Linked DNA regions of Mus musculus: region 1 is linked to region 2. Evidence: chromatin contacts called from public promoter capture Hi-C data. All regions are on one chromosome and are shown on one strand. The core of a region is the stretch at or near the end of the contact, and the rest is flanking DNA. Distances in the headings are between cores, read along the strand shown. Region 1 overlaps Gm33017 (a long non-coding RNA gene). Region 2 overlaps Tbc1d14 (TBC1 domain family, member 14).

Region 1 (4,117 bases), core at 623-3,122, 160 kb before region 2:
AAGCATCGGGTGGCTGGTCTGGGGAACTTTTACTCTACCAGAAGCCACTGAGAGAGGCCACGGGTCAGCGTACTGTTCCCATAGCAGGAGTGAATGAAAAGGCAGAGAAGACCCACCGAGTGGGACCTCGGGCAGCCATGGAAGGAAGCAGAGTGCAGGCACCTGCTACAAAGCCTGTTGGCCTTCCAAACAGGTTCAGTGAGAAAAGCCAGTCACCCGAAGCCGAACAGTGCACTGCGTGACTCCCACTGGAACCCAGCAGTTGCCAGGGATACAACAGACAGGAAGATGGGGAGTGGCCAGTGGTAGAGATGGAGTTGTAGTTAGGGTACGGGCTTAGTTACGGAGTGCTTGCCGGGCATGTGTGAGGCCCTGGGTCTCGTCCCCAGCACTTGAAAAGTATAAATAAACAGAGAAAGAGAGAGAGAGAGAGAGAGAGAGAGAGAGAGAGAGAGAGAGAGAGAGAGGAAGAAGAAGAAGGAGGAGGAGGAGGAGGAGGAGGAAGGAAGGAAGGAAGGAAGGAAGGAAGGAAGGAAGGAAGGAAGGAAGGAAGGAAGGAAGGAAGGAAGGGGGGTGAGGTCTTGGAGAGCAGGACATATAGAACTACACAGAGGTGACAGTTATGCAGTGCTTGCTGTAGGTGGATAAATGCCACAGAACTGACACTTTAAATAGCTAAATATCTGTGGTGTGAATTTTACCTCAATTTAAACAATGATAGCAAATGAGTTTCAATACATACCCCAGGCTAGTATAGAACTCACAGTGATCTTCCTACCCCCCTCTCTCTCCTTTTACAATTTATTTATTAAACTACTATGCTTTATGTTATGTTACGGAGTGTCTCTTTCTATTTATTTATTTATTTACTTACTTACTTATTTACTTTTTTATTAGATATTTTCTTTTTTTAAGATTTATTTATTATTATATCTAAGTATACTGTTGCTATCTTCAGACACACCAAAAGAGGGCGTCAGATCTCATTACAGGTGATTGTGAGCCACCATGTGGTTGCTGGGATTTGAACTCAGGACCTTCAGAAGATCAGTCAGTGTACTTAACCGCTGAGCCATCTCTCCAGCCCCGATATTTTCTTTATATACATTTCAAATGCTATCCCGAAAGTTCCCTATACCCTCCCTCTGCCCTACTCTCCTACCCACCCACTCCTGCTTCTTGGCTCTGGCATTCCCCTGTACTGGGGCATATAAAGTTCGTAATACCAAGAGGCTTCTCTTCCCAGTGATGGCCAACTAGGCCATCTTCTGCTACATATGCAGCTAGAGATTCGAGCTCTGGGGGTACTGGTTAGTTCATATTGTTGTTCCACTTATAGGGTTGCAGACCCCTTCAGCTCCTTGGGTGCTTTCTCTAGCTTCTCCATTGGGGGCCCTGTGTTCCATCTTATAGGTGACTGTGAGCATCCACTTCTGTATTTGCCAGGCACTGGCATAGCCTCATATGAGACAGCTATAACAGGGTCCCTTCAGCAAAATCTTTCTGGCATATGCAATAGTGTCTGGTTTTGGTGGCTGATTATGGGATGAATCCTGCCTCTACCTCTTGAGTACTGGGATTACACATGTGTACTTCCATGGCCAGCTAAATTTCAATGTATAAAAAGACTTGTCACAAAGGCAGGCTTCAATCTGTCAGCGTGTTCATCACGGTGCTCCAGCTCCCAGGCTGAGTCACCAAGTTAAAGATCACCAGGTCAAAGGTGCACGCACGGCCACTCATCTCAGCAGCTGCGTGGGCAGGGGCTGGTATTACACAGTTCAGAGTCGCTGCCAGAGTCCCAAGGGCAGAGGGTGGGTGGTTCTTTGGCCTCTGATTTCTACATCTGCCTCCCGCCTTCCTGGGCTATGGTTAATCCTGCCTGCACACCTCTAGAAACCAGGACTCAGCACAGCCTCCTCCTCCAGGCTCCAGAGTCCTGTGGACACAGCACAGAATGGCCTTGGGTGGCTACATAGCATCCAATGCTAACTCTGCCCTGTGAGCCTCTGTTTCCACAGCTAAAAGCACATGTAACAACCATAGGAAGGTGGAGAGGGCACAAAGGAACTCGGAGTCGTGGGGAGCTGGGCATGTTGGGAAAGGGTACCAGGGACTGATACTCTCACCTCCTTCTTCCTTGGCAGCTCTCGCATATCTTCAGAGGTCACCTGGATTAAGATATGTCTGAGGTCACTGTAGCTGTTCTTCTGGCTACTTTGTGGGTTCTTCTTTCTCCCACCCTTCTCCATCCCTTTACTTCTTCCCTTTCAATCCCCTAACATTACGTAGGAGAGAAAAAAAGGATAAGAGAAGAAAGAGTCCACAATATCATTAGAACACTTCCTGTTAACTAAGGGCATCAAGTTCCTTGGGGGCAAGTTTGATCTTTGCCATCCGGATATCTGATTTCTTCTTTCTTTTTCTTTGCTTACAACTACTTAGCAAACTGTGACCAACAGAAACCAACGGCATTCTGCTACCAATCAACAGTTTCCCAGCTCTTGGGACCCAAGTATTTACCCTCTAAAGAGCCCCCAGAATTCCAAACATCACACACTTGCAGAAACTATCTGCAGCTGGCAAAATCCCACCTCTGCCAGAGCATGAGGCAAACCACAGTCAGCTACTGTGGGACGATTGGAAGGAGCCTCGCATTCCACACCTGGGATTAAAACAAAAACCGCATTCTTATAATAGTTCTGTGTTTTTTAAAGAAGCCAAAATTCTCACTACAGGTCACAGGTCAGGGAACGAGCGCAGTGCGACCACTCAGCAGGCAGCCACAATGTCACGGACCCCAAGCCTTTGATTGCACACGTGAGCTTCCATACTCGCAGATGCTTCCTGAAGCTCACACTGAGAGCTTGTGAAGAGCCACCAAGTCCTCCTGGGAATGGCAGGGAAGGAGGGTTCTCAATGGGAAGTGTTCAGTTTTCTGGAGTGTTTCCACCACACATGTGTACTGCTCATATAAGCACATCATAATTTAAAATCAACTAACCTCTGAGACAAACTCGGTTCTTCTATCAATGGAACAGAAGAGAACAATGACTCTTAGTCTCCCCTCTTCCAGGGCCCCTCCCCCTTCTAGCTGCCAGCTTTTTCTGGCTTAAGGGCTCACAGTGTCTGTCACTGTCTCCCTGTCCATTTCTCTCATAAAACTCAGAACTAGGAGCTGGACAGTGGTGGTTGCACGCTTTTATCCCAGCATTCAGGAGGCAGAGACAGGAGAATCTCTCTGAGTTCCAGGACAGCCAGGGCTATACAGAGAAACTCTGCCTCAAACACACACACACACACACACACACACACACACACACAAACCCTCAGGACTAGGAGGGCTACAGAGGACTTGTCTGACTCATCCTGGATCTTCACTGAGCGAAGGATTGAGTGTCAGGTTTAGCTAGCTGTGTGAGATCACAAAGTAGGTAGCTCGACTAGTCTCTGGGCACTAATCACACCACACCCCGGACTTCTTTAAGACAGTACACTCCTACTCTTCAAAAATGTCTCCAAAGGCCTACCTGGATACTGTCCAGATGGCCTCCAGTCATTGTACAGAAGCTGAGTCACTTAGGAATGGGGAGGAAAGGCTCTTCTGGCCTCAAGTGGTGGCTGGAAACAGCAGCTGGGTGTGTGTAAGATTCTAGGCAGCACCCTAAGCAAAGGCAACCAGAAAAACCACAAAAGACATGTGGTTCGCCCTCTCAGGCTTCCTTATCTGTCACTTCAAAACTAAGATCTCACCCTCCAAACCCAGGTACAAATTCTCCTGATGCTGGCAGGGTCCTCCAGGCAAAATGCAGCCGCCGCTGCCACGGAGCCCCAGTGAGGCGGATCAGTGAGAAAACAGAAGGTCAGAGAGAGAGGGAACACCATACCTTAGATCTCAGGGCTATCAGCACAAGACCAGGGTCTCAAGTCAGTCCTTTGGAGCTTAAAGTCTGTGTGCACAGTGACATGGCTTTGAGTCTGCCTGGCTGACTTTATGATGGCTCCCAGGAGGAGAAAAGAGCAAAGTATACAGAAATACTCCAAGTCCGTGCCTGGCGTCAGTGGACAATCCGGATCAAGACTGTGACTGATGATGCCCTCCTGGAGATGGCCTAGG
Region 2 (4,384 bases), core at 1,685-4,184:
CCTGTTGCCTTGCCCCTCCTTGTCTAACTGTCTGTGACTCCTGTGCATTGTTAATAAGAGCTGCGTCCTACAGACAGCTGTGCCTTTTCCCGGTGCCTTAGTACTGTGGAGTAGTGTGTGGCCAGTTCTGCTCACACTGCTGTTTGGCTGCTCACTGCCATCTCCCCTTCTGTGTCCTTGGCTCACGGGAATAGTCTTGGTTGCTTTTTGACCTCCTGCCTTTTGAGGGTGGAGTCTCCCACAGGCCCTTAGCTCCCTTACTTTGTCACTCATTCATTAGTTACACTAATTTACTAAGAAACTAAGGGTTTCTTAGGTCAGGCAAAAAGGTGCTGTTAAGATTGGCACCAGCATTAGCAACTCTGTTTCTAACACTGCTGTTAGTGGCAGACACTGGGGCTGGCATCTCCAGATGCTCCAGTCATGCTGCCAGTGTACCTGTCTGGCCCTGCTGGTGAGGGCATGTGCCTTGGCTGCCCTGCAGTCACACAGTTCTTACTGTGTTGATCCTGCCGTGTGCATCCTTCCTGTGGTGCCCTGTCACCCAGGTCCCCAACAAACCTGCTAGACTTCCTGTGTGTCTGTGGTGTGCTATGAGGAGTGCTGCTTCCATGTCTTCCTCTTATTTGTGTTTTTATGCTTTTGTTCAGCAAGAGTCTGTTTAAGACTCTGTTCTAGGCAGGTTAAATGGGAGTCATAGGGGGATAGACATGATCGTAGGTCACGATGGAGGGTGAGTTTATAATCCAGGGTTGGTATACCCCCACCCGTCAGTCACAGAAACTGAGGTCCTCTACAGAAGAGTGGTGGTTTACGGATTATATATTTAGAGTTGTAACCTGCCCCATATTTGTTCTCTAGAGGCTTCTGGGCTATGAACTTGGCAAGTAGGAACACACGGCACATGTTTCTAGCAAGTCAGTGTTGGACTTTGCAGTACTTGGTGTGACGTGCTGTCTAGAGTTCACCAGAGCCATCTGGGTCTGGGGACATGTAGTAACTTAGATTTCCAGTTGCTTCATCGGGCAAATGTGGAGTATCTCCGGTCAGCCTAAGGCCAGGCCTGAGTGAGATGGTCTTCCCATGGCACACAGCCTTCTGGGGATACCTTTGGTCTTGATGTGCCTGGTGGAGGTGCCCTGCACCTCCCGTGGATTCCTGGTCACAGAACTTGTTATTCAGTGATTGCTCTGGAGCCATGTGTGTCAGGATCCTTCCGAGGCCTCCCATGCAGCAGGGCTTGGGGTCTCATCTGGGTAGCTGGCTGGATCTAGTTACTTGGATGAGTGTTTGCAGTTTTCCATGTTGATGAATACCAGAGTGCCCTATGTGTGAATCCTCATATCAATCTCAGAGGGGAAGAGCTTACCTAGGAGACAGGTTTTCATAGTCACCTAAGAGACAGGGGTTCTTAGCAAACCTGGAAACCCTTTTTTGAAATAGAGGTGCCCGGGAAGTAGCACAATGAGAGCAGCTTGGGTTTAGAGGTCAGTTACATCCTAGCTATGTGGCCTTGAGCACCACTTACCTTCGCTGAGGTTTCTGAATCCCTCGCAGAGTACTGAGGAGGGCCATGGGTGCCTGATGTGTCATTGGCTTTGCTTCACTCATCTCTTGTCCCCTTCATCATGGGGCTTGCTGCCTCCGCTTATTTTCCCCAGAATTGGAGTGAAGAGTTCCTGTTGTGGCTGTGGAGTTAGGTGGGTTAATACATTTAAGGCTTAGTACAGATGGACAAACTGACACGTGGACGATGTCTTCATTAGGGTCACTATTACTATGTTAAAACCCCAGGACCAAAAGCAGCTTGGGGAGGAGAGGGTTTGTTTGGCTTATACTTCCACGGCACTGTTCATCATTGAAGGAAGTCAGGACAGGAACTCAAACAGGGCAGGAACCTGGAGGTAGGAGCTGATGCAGAGGCCATGCAGGGATGCTGCTTATGGTGGCTTGCTCAGCCTGCTTTCTTTCTCAGAACCACCAGCCCAGGGATAGCACCCACCACAATGGGCTGGGCCCTCCCCCCATCAATTACTAACTAAGAATTGATCAATTACAGCTGGGTATTATGGAGGCATTTTTTTTTTTTTTTGATTGCGGTTCCTTCCTCTCAGGTGACTTTAGCAAGTTGACATAAAATCAGCACAGATGACTTTACATATCAGCAGCTTGGGTGATCATGACCATTCCCTGATCTGTTGCTACCTTTGTCTTATGGGGAAATGGGTAGAGTTGAGTTGTCTATTGAAGCCTCTTCCCCTTTAGAGAAAATACTTTGCATTTTGCAGTTTCTAGACCCTCTTATTTCTTGGCTCCTGCTTCTTTATCCTTGGTTGGCAGCTCTGACACGGTCAGAAGGAGCCACACTGAAGCGCTGAAGCAGGGGGATATAAAAACCAGTGAGTGAGCGTGCTGCAGCAGCATACTGAGTCTAGCGTTGCCCAGGGAAGCTGGAAGTGTAGCTGCTGTTGGTTTGCCTTTCTTCTTGTAACATACACCCTCATATGTTTGTGCATCAGATTGCCCTGAGCTCTGGGCTGCTTCCTGCTCTCCTAGACACGGTGGATCTCGTGGGAGGGTGGGCACCACAGTTGGAACACTGGGTCAGGGCTCAGGTGAGCTAGGTTTACTGTCTGCTCTCTTAATAACTGTGACCTTGTATAGCTTTAGTGGGGAAAATGGCTCAAGTAAGAGCAAATAGCTAGGGCACCTGGCTTCCTGAGATCACTTACATATGGCTTTCTCTGGTTTGAACAGAACATATTTTGTTTCTTAATGCTCTTGTAAGCGTTTGACCCTGTACTGTACATTTCTTCAGTTGAACCCATTGCCCAGTAACTTAGAACAGAATTTCTGCACCACACACTGTTAATGTTTGAGATGTGTACTCCTGTGGGCAGCTGTCCAGTGTATTGCAACAGTCCTGACCTCTGCCCACTAGATACTGGCCCCATTCCGCAACGGAGGAGACCAGAGTGTCTCTAGACTTTGCCACATGTTCTGGGATGGAGATGGATGAAGTCTTTCAGATGCACTAGGTTAACTGGTGACAACTTTGATACTGAATAGCTTTCTCCAAGGTCACGTACTAGTGTAATTTGAGCAGAATCCTCATCTTACATGGAAGAGAGCTGTGTTAAGGGATCCTCTGAGTCCGGTGTGATAGAACTCAGAGGTGGCATGCTTGTCGTGTGGCTGTTTTCCTCGGGCTATGGGGTTGGTTCCCATGAAGCCAAAGGTTTAATCTGCTAATCCACATGGGTATAGGAAGTAATAATTAGCTTTTCCTGCTAATTATTATGGGGGTAGAGGTGCTTAAAGGTCTAGAGCGATAGATTTTTCTAGTTTGCTTCCTGACCTGGCAGAGAGCCCTCTGGGGGCACAGTCTATGTCTGGCTAGCTCTGTTTTTACTTGTAATTCAAAGATAAAGTGCGAGGACTGTTGTTTGAGAATGGGGCTGGGGCCTCACTAGCTCTGTCATTTTGTGCTGTGTGACCCTGAGAAAGTCATTTAACCTCTGCAGCCTCTAGTGTGTCCTTGGGTGACCTGGGACTAATTGCTCCTCTAGTAAAGAACTAAAATGAGAGGGACAGAGCTATAACTCAGTGTTAGAGCATTTGCCTGGTGTGTGTGCGGTTTCCATCCCTAGCACTGCAAAACAACTTCAAAAACCACTCAAGCAAAGAGCTAATAATGCCAGTGTTAAGTGAGGAAATAGAAGTTAACTCTCAAGGCAGCTTGATACATATGCTGATTTTGGCTTGCTTTTCTTTCTTTTGTTGAGGTTTCATATGAGATTTCAGTGTTATTTTTAAAAATTGTCATCTGTGTAAAGATGTTTGCAACCACAGTTTAAAAGTGAATCTTCAGATAGATACTTTGATATGCTATGAATGTGTCTAACCACGTTTTCAGTTCCTGTACAGAGCTAGGCTTTTGGGATTTGACCCATTGGCTGGTGATCATAGAGTATGATAAATAGGAAATTTGTGGACAGGAGACAGCGTATGAAGAGGAGGTGAATTCATTTCCCAGGATGCGGTGCACTTTTGTGTGCCTGGCGCTGTTCTTTGTTTTGCGTGGCTGCCTTTTTCAGGCTGCACAGTAATAGGGGTGGCGTGAGGTGGGACTCGGGGCTGCCTGCTGATCCATTGGGCTGCTTTCCTTCTAGCTGCTTTCCTGGACTTTATTAGCTGCCGAGCAGAAGCCTGTTCCTAGTCTCTTGCTGCTAGAGTTTTGGACATGACTTAGGACCATGCAGTTCTCCCACTATGGGAGGTTTGAGGCAGAAATGAGGTGCAAGCTGTTTTCCTTCTCTTTGCTGCTCTCTGGTACCTACTGATGTTAGAGAGGTGGGAGGCTTTCCTGTAGGGTTGACAGTGT

Evidence for each region. Capture Hi-C pulls out chosen DNA fragments and counts their contacts.
Region 1: a promoter capture Hi-C map of liver shows a contact between it and region 2. The contact joins two enhancer-like sites. A contact is called at or near these places in 2 of 484 Hi-C or Micro-C datasets (bone marrow-derived macrophages and epidermal suprabasal cells), 12 of 115 datasets of contacts at active chromatin or transcription factors (CD8 T cells, the HPC-7 cell line, bone marrow-derived macrophages and 9 more) and 3 of 9 other capture datasets (adipose tissue, liver and pancreatic islet).

The regions. Positions count from the first base shown.
Region 1 is chr5:36,722,131-36,726,247 of GRCm38.p6, reverse strand. Gm33017 (a long non-coding RNA gene) reads right to left here. Exons shown (of 3, transcript XR_376900.3): 2 at 3,888-4,117; 3 at 3,318-3,664. Among named protein-coding and RNA genes, the nearest start is that of Gm33017, 4.9 kb to the right of the region's middle. Within about 2 kb of position 1,872, at least 62 of the 459 cell types and tissues checked have an H3K27ac peak or open chromatin away from gene starts, as enhancers often do. A contact at or near this core is called in hepatocytes and liver, where this site is marked.
Region 2 is chr5:36,566,866-36,571,249 of GRCm38.p6, reverse strand. All of the region lies in intron 2 of Tbc1d14 (TBC1 domain family, member 14), which reads left to right. Among named protein-coding and RNA genes, the nearest start is that of Tbc1d14, 13 kb to the left of the region's middle. Within about 2 kb of position 2,934, at least 24 of the 459 cell types and tissues checked have an H3K27ac peak or open chromatin away from gene starts, as enhancers often do. A contact at or near this core is called in hepatocytes and liver, where this site is marked.